Linked DNA regions of Mus musculus: region 1 is linked to region 2. Evidence: chromatin contacts called from public HiChIP or PLAC-seq data. All regions are on one chromosome and are shown on one strand. The core of a region is the stretch at or near the end of the contact, and the rest is flanking DNA. Distances in the headings are between cores, read along the strand shown.

Region 1 (3,643 bases), core at 850-3,349, 320 kb before region 2:
GGACATCGGCTGAGAAGGAAGGTCAGCTGGGTGCTTTCTCTGCCTCTCTGAGCTAGCAGGCTTTCACACTACCATCTGGTTTCCAGGTCTTCATCGGTAAAATTGAATGATTATAATTTTGATAAAAAGCATCAGGTCTCAGGTTGTTCAGAGATTCACCAATCTGACCATGAGTAACTTTAAAGAAGAAGCTTTATTGAGATTGGCACCAGGATTGCGCCAGAAAGTCGGGATTCTCAAGATGCAGCCTTTCTGGGGTGGGGAGTGGCACATATCCTATCTACATGCAAGGATTCTGCCTGTAAGCAGGGGCTCAGTTAGCAAACAGATGTCATCGGCTATCTTGAGCAAGCAAGCTTATTTACAGAAGCAGAAACACACAGTTAGCATAGTGACCATTATCTTGAATTGTAGCCGCCCGCAGCTACATGAATCAGGTTCCTGAATGGGAGGCTGGAGCTGCATGGGAGGAAACAGCGGAAGGAATAACGAGACCAAGACAAAATTCTGATCAACCCCCACGCACCCTCCTCCCCCCCTAGTTTACTAAGAGTCTGAGCTTATAAAGGGGGAAGGCCCATCCCCCGCCACACCAGGTTCTTGATGCTTTGTCACCAGCCTGTCAGCACTTGGTCCAGGTTGTCAGCACTTAGTTGCCTGGCTGTTGCTTATCTCAGGAAGACAGATTCTGCCTCTCAGCCTCTCAGCAGTAGTGGCCGGCAGTCTTGGCAGAACAATAGACCTATCTAGGTCAGAAGACTCCACCCTAGGAGGTGCCAGAACAGGTCTGAGCCAGCCTGCTCAAAGCTGGGGGAGGCTACATTGAATAATGGACAGATATATTTAAAATTGTAAAAGACTAGATAATTACAAGAAAAACCACAGGCATTCTAGTCATTCTTAAGCAAGCTGGCTAACAGGGTCCCTTTCTCACTGGTACAGCTTTTAGAGGGTAGAGGAAATGTTTGCTTTATAGATCTTTTAAGTGTAGTAACTTAAGCTTTAAACATAATGTTAGCCATCATAATACTTGATACTTCTTAAATAGATATGAAAAAGGGACTCATCAGGGCCACTGCAGATAGCACCTGGGAGCTGAGTCTCTCCCTTCCATTCATGCTGGCATGAAGAGTGTCACCAATATTCACAAACAAGAGCATTTCACTAATAATGCCTTTACCCAAAGACATTCTCTTCAAAATTTTTAAGTGTTTTCTTATGATGGTTACTTTTCTCTGTGTATTTTGTTGGAGTTATGATCACAATAAGGTTAGGGAGATAGATGGAGAGACAGTGAGCAATAGCATGTAGATGGATGATGGAGAGACAGAGTGAGTGACAGCATGTAGATAGATGGAGAGACAGAGTGAGTGACAGCATGTAGATAGATGGAGAGACAGAGTGAGTGACAGCATGTAGATAGATGGAGAGACAGAGTGATAGCATGTAGATAGATGGAGAGACAGAGTGAGTGACAGCATGTAGATAGATGATGGAGAGACAGAGTGAGTGATAGCATGTAGATAGATGGAGAGACAGAGTGAGTGACAGCATGTAGGTATGGATTTAAGTATAACTTTTCATCAACACAATCTTTAACTTCCAAGACATTTGAAGGCTTGGGCCTATAAAATCTGACCTCTTTCGTCTTCCTGGCAATTATTAAGCTTTGAATACAATTATTTCAGAACTCACCTAGAAAATGTATCTAATGAGGTGAACACTGGAGCATATGGATTCCATCAGAGTAGGTCTAAAGCACCTGGTTTGTGGAGATTTCAGTGACCTCAGGGGGCCAGTTCAAAGGAAGCCTATCCAGCCTTAACATAAAGTACTCACCGGGGAAGAGCTGTTCTTAGATGTTGCCTTCATCCAAACCAGGAAAGCACATATAGACTGGACCTCAGCTTGCTGCTGCCATTTATTTAACAAAGTCTTAGAAAAGCAAGAAATTCAACAGTCTGTGATTTGTTGCCCAGGGAAGTTTAAGGGAACTCCCTCATGTCAGCACATTTTGTTCTTGCTCTGAACACCTGGAGTTAGCTGGTCAGGAGAGGCTGTGTATCCATGACCTTGGCTGATTTCTCTGGTTTGTGTTTCCATTTGCTAAGTAGGTCACTGGGTGTTGTCTTTTCTGGGAAGCAGCCCCCGCTCACAGACAGAGACTTCTTTTCCTTGGGCTGACCTCTGCTTTCCTCTTATTCCCACTCCATCCTCTGGGACCTGCAAAAGCATTCAAATGATCCCCAGTGTCTCGCTGTCCTCTTGAACAACCAACCAGTTCCACTGTTTGTGTACAAAGGACACAAGACCAGTGGCAGTTGGAAATATTGTTTGTGACTTTCTGTCCTCAAAGCAGAGCATCTCTCACTTCTCCGCCAAGCACAGTCCTTCTCTCCCAGACCGTATCCTTCTTTTAGTACAAATATACTCAGGCTCCTTTGTTCATAGGAACATTTGGAAATACAGTCACGCTCTTCTCCTCATAGAAACTTTCTGCAAGATATTCTGTCTCTTGCAGTGATTTTGACCACCAATGTCAGTGTCTGATTGTTGTTTCAATTTATACTTAAAAACTTGGAATCTACAGTGTCACATGGACAACAAAATGGTAAGAGGTTTCGGGGAAATATTAATACAAATGACATTCACATACTATGAACACCAGAAGTAGGGCCCTTGCTGAGGGGGAATTTGATTGGAAAGTTTCTGTGAGCAGACACCAGTTTGCAGCTGTGTGAAGTCGTGGTTCTTGCAAGAAGCACAAGATTGCAGGGTTAATTCCAACCGTGCCTGCCAAGTCTCAGGGCAGCCACTGATCATCACCTTCAGTGAGAATAATTTATAGTTCAATCTTACATGCAAGCACACTAAATTATCATCAAAATCCTCTCATTAATAAATTAGTCAAATTAACATTGGAGAATCATATTTGAAAAATCCAGTGACATATTACATTTATAATAAAGGCTCAGAAATATTGCTGGGAGCCTTGTGGTACAAAGGACTGTGATCAAATTGGACATTCATTAATAAATGAAGTGAAGAACCTGACCAAGGTGAAGGTTGAAGTTTTTAAAAGGTAAATAAAATGAGATAACAAGACACACAGAATTTTGCTTATTTCTTTGATCACCCCTCCTCACATGAGAGCCCAGATCCCTCGTTTGTCCACGTATCTTGAATAATTCACCACTCATAGACTTTCCAGTTCAATGCATTATAAAACAAACTCAGGCTGAGCTTCAATCATATTAGACTACAAGCTGAATTTTTCATGAAAAAAATATTTAAAACAAAAATGCATCTTGGGCCCAACAAAACAAGCCATGGCGAGAGTTCAGTGAGGAGCATCAACTGAGATGCTGCTTCAGCTGGGGGAAGCTAAAGGGATCCTGTTAGATGTGCATCAACCACAATCTTAGCAGTTGCACAGTAACTGTAACAATAGTAACAGCATTCAGTGACTGTAACAATAGTAACAGCATCCCACTGGAGCTCAGCACTGCCTAGAGAGAGAGGTGCTAGGCTTTGCTCTGGTTCTTTAGTTGTGAAAGCAATGGGAGAGCTGAACCAGGATGAAGCTTGGCCTGACTCTGGGAATTCTCTCTGCCCCACCCATTCAGTTGGATTTCTCTGCCTT
Region 2 (3,891 bases), core at 895-3,394:
AATGCTCACCGTCAGCCTCCCTCGGTAGGTGCTCTTTCGGCCACGACACTCAGCTGGATAAACGTTGAGATCTTTGCAGATGGTCCCTTTGGGCACTGAGGGTGGACTGATGACAGCATCCACAATGGTAAGAGATATGCGCTCATCTTTGAAAGCAAATTCAAAGGGAGGTATGGCCTGAAAGACAATTCACGCTGCTAAATCACTTGCATTTTTCAACGCACTTTTCACTAAGACTCCCCGAAATCACCACTTGTGGTCTACACTCACTGACATCTACCACACCAATGCAACAAATCCAAAAGGGACAACTAAAGTTACAACCAACTGGTAACTTGGCCAACTATTTAACTTTTTGGATGGTGCGCTATGTATTTGATTTGCAGTAGGTTCTACGGACACAGAAAAGGCTGAGCTAAGCATCTACCTTCTCTGCTTTTCAGGGGCAAGTATAGGGAAACTCTTCTCATCTAAAAGCTCAGCTTTGTATATTTTATTCCCTCACACTGAAGCCTGGCAGTTCGAAGAGTTCTAAATGGCTTCCATATTGTCAAGTCTCAGTCTGGCAGTCAAAGCTCTCCAACATATCCCCATCCTTTGTTCTCACAATACAGTTGTTTGGTAACGAAAGCTCAGGGTACTGTCTACTACATATTTCTCTCCCTGAACCTACCCTGCCTCCTGAGGGAGGGCACCATCTTCTTCCCTTAGCCTTATCTAATGCAGAGCTTTCTAAACACCTGGATTAGTCGCAGCATTTCCCTTGTACTCCTGACTCAGAAAGCGCCACATCTTAGAGCAGTTCTCAAAGAATATGGCACTGACTGCTTGCTGGTGCCTGCTACCGTTACACAACCAACATCCAAAGTGAGGAGCAATTACACCTGAGAGGTGTCTTACTCTCAGAGTGCCGTGCCAGGAAAAACTAAAGATGCCAACAAAAAGAGACCTTCCCCGTCCTTACTCTGCTACCACTGTTACAATGATTCCCCTGGACTTTTTATCTTCCTCAACATGACCAACTCAGAACAGGTGGCAAGTTTTCCTCTTGCAAATTCTTAAAGAGAAAGAAAGCGGGCAGCGAACGCCTTTAATCCCAGCACTCGGGAGGCAGAGGCAGGCGGATTTCTGAGTTCGAGGCCAGCCTGGTCTACACAGTGAGTTCCAGGACAGCCAGGGCTATACAGAGAAACCCTGTCTCGAAAGAAAAAAAAAAAAAAAAGAAAGAAAGAAAGAAAGAAAGAAAGAAAGAAAGCAAGCAAGCAAGCAAGCGGGCGATGGTGGCACACACTGTTAATCCCAGTGCTCGGGAGGCAGAGGCAGGCAGATCTCTGAGTTCGAGGCCAGCCTTGGTCCACGGAGCTCCAGGGCAGCAAACGCTACACAGAGAAACCTTATCTCGAACCGTCTCCATTCTCCCGCCCCAAAAAGAAAACTTTAAGGGAAGCAAACTGAAGGATGTGCTTGCTGCAGTCTGTCTGATCAGCTTGGAACCTTGTGAGGTAGTTTTAGAACGTAAGACTCCAGGTGTGAAAAGGCGCGAGTGCTGGGAATGGTGGAAAACACAGTTCCAAAAAGATCACTTCCTCACTCTCATCTCACAGTACCCAGAAATGGTTCGCCCCAAACCAGACTCGTACTCATATATAAATCCAGGAGTCACAAATACAAGTTTCCCTACACCACTAGGCTTATGAGTTGCTTTTTTTCTCTGAACTACCCAAAGCAATGCAGGGTGAGTTCACGTCCCTATTTGTGGTCATACTGTAGGCACCCCTCACCCCCCCACCCCCCGGCCACTTCTCCCAACCGCAGGGACGCTCCAGGACCCCCCAGGCCAAGGGTAGAGCTCTGGAGCGCAGTGCACGGCACTCACCTGCACCGCGTGGCTCAGCCCCTCCAGCGCCGCGTAGTTGAAGGAGTCCACGTGCGCCCGCGTCAGGTCCTGCAAAGCTGCCTTTTGCTGCTCTGGGGGAATCCCGTACGAGGGGTCGGTTAAATGCTTTAGGCTGGGCCCGCTGGGCAGGTTCCGCCACCGGCCGTCGACATCCATGCTTCTGCCAGTCCCGGACGGGAGACCGGAGCTAGGACGCTACTCGTGGCTGGCTGGAATGGCCGGACCAACCCCACAGCCACCCTACCCCGTGGCCTTCTGGGAAATGTAGTTCCTCTTGTTCGGCCCGCCCCACACTGGTCCTTTCTTTTCTCAGAGTCGACTGGAAACTTACACCATGGCGTGATTAGACCGGTTAAAACTACGCGCAGACATGAAGACACGCCTTTAATCCCAGCAATCAGGAGGTCAGGTATCTGTGAGTTCGAGACCAGTCTGGTCTACAAAGAGAGTTCCAAGTCATTCAGAGTAGTTACACAGAGCTGTCTTGAAACACCGGGGTGGGGGTGGGGGTGGGGGTGGGGGTGGAGAGAGAGAAAGAGGCTTCGCTGTTTTGTAACCTGCAAACCATACTAAATCCTGCTCCACTTTAGTGTGTGACCTCTGTGACCCATATTAGCTTAATTCGTTAATTAGGACCTGATACAAGACGTATCTTTAAAGGTTCCCTTCTGTCCCATTCTGGAGTTTTCCTATTGCACCCTGATGCAGACCTCAGGAGACTCTGGATTCTTGGCTTCAACTAAAATGGAGGTGTGGGGCACCAACCTGTCATTTCTTCTCAACTTGTCTGTTTATTAAAATAATATTTATTTATTTATTTTTGTTTCTTTGTTTTTTGAGTCAGGGTCTCTATGTAGTCCTGGCTGTCCTAGACCAGGCTGGCCTGGAACTCACAGAGGTCCATTGTCTTTGCCTGAGTGCTGGGTTAAAGGCATGTGTCACCCCCAGCCCCCTCTTTCTCAAGTCTTTGTTTTTTTGTTTAGTTTTTCTCATACATTGCATTCCAACTGCAGTTTCCCCTCTCTCCACTCCTCCCAATCTTCCTCCCCACCCCCCTTCTCCTCCAGATCCACTCCTCCTCTATTTCCCTTCAGAAAAGAGCAGGCCTCCCTGGTATATCAACTGAACATGGCATAACAGGTTACAATAACACTAGGCACAATCCCTCATATCAAGTCTGGACAAAGCAAATCAATAGAAGAAAAGGGGTCCCAAGAGCAGGCAAGAGAGTCCAAGACAGCCCCTGCTCCTACTGCCAGAAGTCCCCCAAGAGCACCAAGCTATACATCCATAACATGAATGCCGAGGACCTAGCTCAGAGCCACACAGGCTCCAGGACTGTCTCTTCAGTCTCTGTGAGCCCCTCTGAGCCCTGCTTAATTGATTCTGTGGGCTGTGCTTATGTCTACTCAACTCTTAATGCATGAAGCACATCAGCAGGACGGCAAGCAGTAACCAGGCCATGCTACCCAGAAGAAAGGAAGCCACCCCAGCCTGCTTCTGGGCAATCAAGAGCAAGAGGTAGGAAGGTGGTTGGATAGTGTCAGAATTCGTGCTGTTTCTAGTGTTTGGCTTTTACAAATATCCATTTTTCTATGTGTGTGTTTTCAATTCCCTTAGGTATCAGAGCTAAGAACCACGTTTCTGTGTCATATTACCTATGTTTACCTTTCTGAAGCCCTGTGAAACTATTAAAGTGAGCTGTACAACTTCACATTTCCCCTTAGCAACATCATTACTAGTACCTGGTACTATCTTCTGATTATAGCAATCTTATTATTTGCACAATGGTATCTTTTGTGAGCCCTGGTTAGCATTTTCCTAGACTCCAGGGCCTAGAGGATAATAGTGTCAAATATCATTTCATGTGTTTAAGGGTTGATGGCATATTTCCTCTGAAAAACGTGAAGGGAATCAATCCCTTTCTGAGAATTGTTGAGCTTTTAGATGCTTTCTGTGTTTTCATGTTGTATCTACAGGTATGAACAGGAACG

Evidence for each region. HiChIP or PLAC-seq counts read pairs in DNA pulled down with a chosen protein or histone mark.
Region 1: a contact with region 2 is called in an H3K4me3 HiChIP or PLAC-seq map of embryonic stem cells, with 11 read pairs. The contact joins the enhancer-like site here to the promoter of Polr1b in region 2. A contact is called at or near these places in 5 of 39 promoter capture datasets (embryonic stem cells, hematopoietic stem and progenitor cells, hippocampal neurons and 2 more), 1 of 115 datasets of contacts at active chromatin or transcription factors (embryonic stem cells) and 2 of 9 other capture datasets (embryonic stem cells and macrophages).

The regions. Positions count from the first base shown.
Region 1 is chr2:129,418,112-129,421,754 of GRCm38.p6, reverse strand. No RefSeq gene overlaps it. Among named protein-coding and RNA genes, the nearest start is that of Il1b, 49 kb to the right of the region's middle. Within about 2 kb of position 2,099, at least 7 of the 459 cell types and tissues checked have an H3K27ac peak or open chromatin away from gene starts, as enhancers often do. A contact at or near this core is called in embryonic stem cells, where this site is marked.
Region 2 is chr2:129,099,249-129,103,139 of GRCm38.p6, reverse strand. It overlaps Polr1b (polymerase (RNA) I polypeptide B), which reads right to left and starts at 2,144. Exons shown (of 15, transcript NM_009086.2): 1 at 1,877-2,144; 2 at 10-177. The coding sequence starts at 2,053. Gm46764 (predicted gene, 46764) reads left to right here and starts at 2,197. Exons shown (of 3, transcript NR_168333.1): 1 at 2,197-2,306.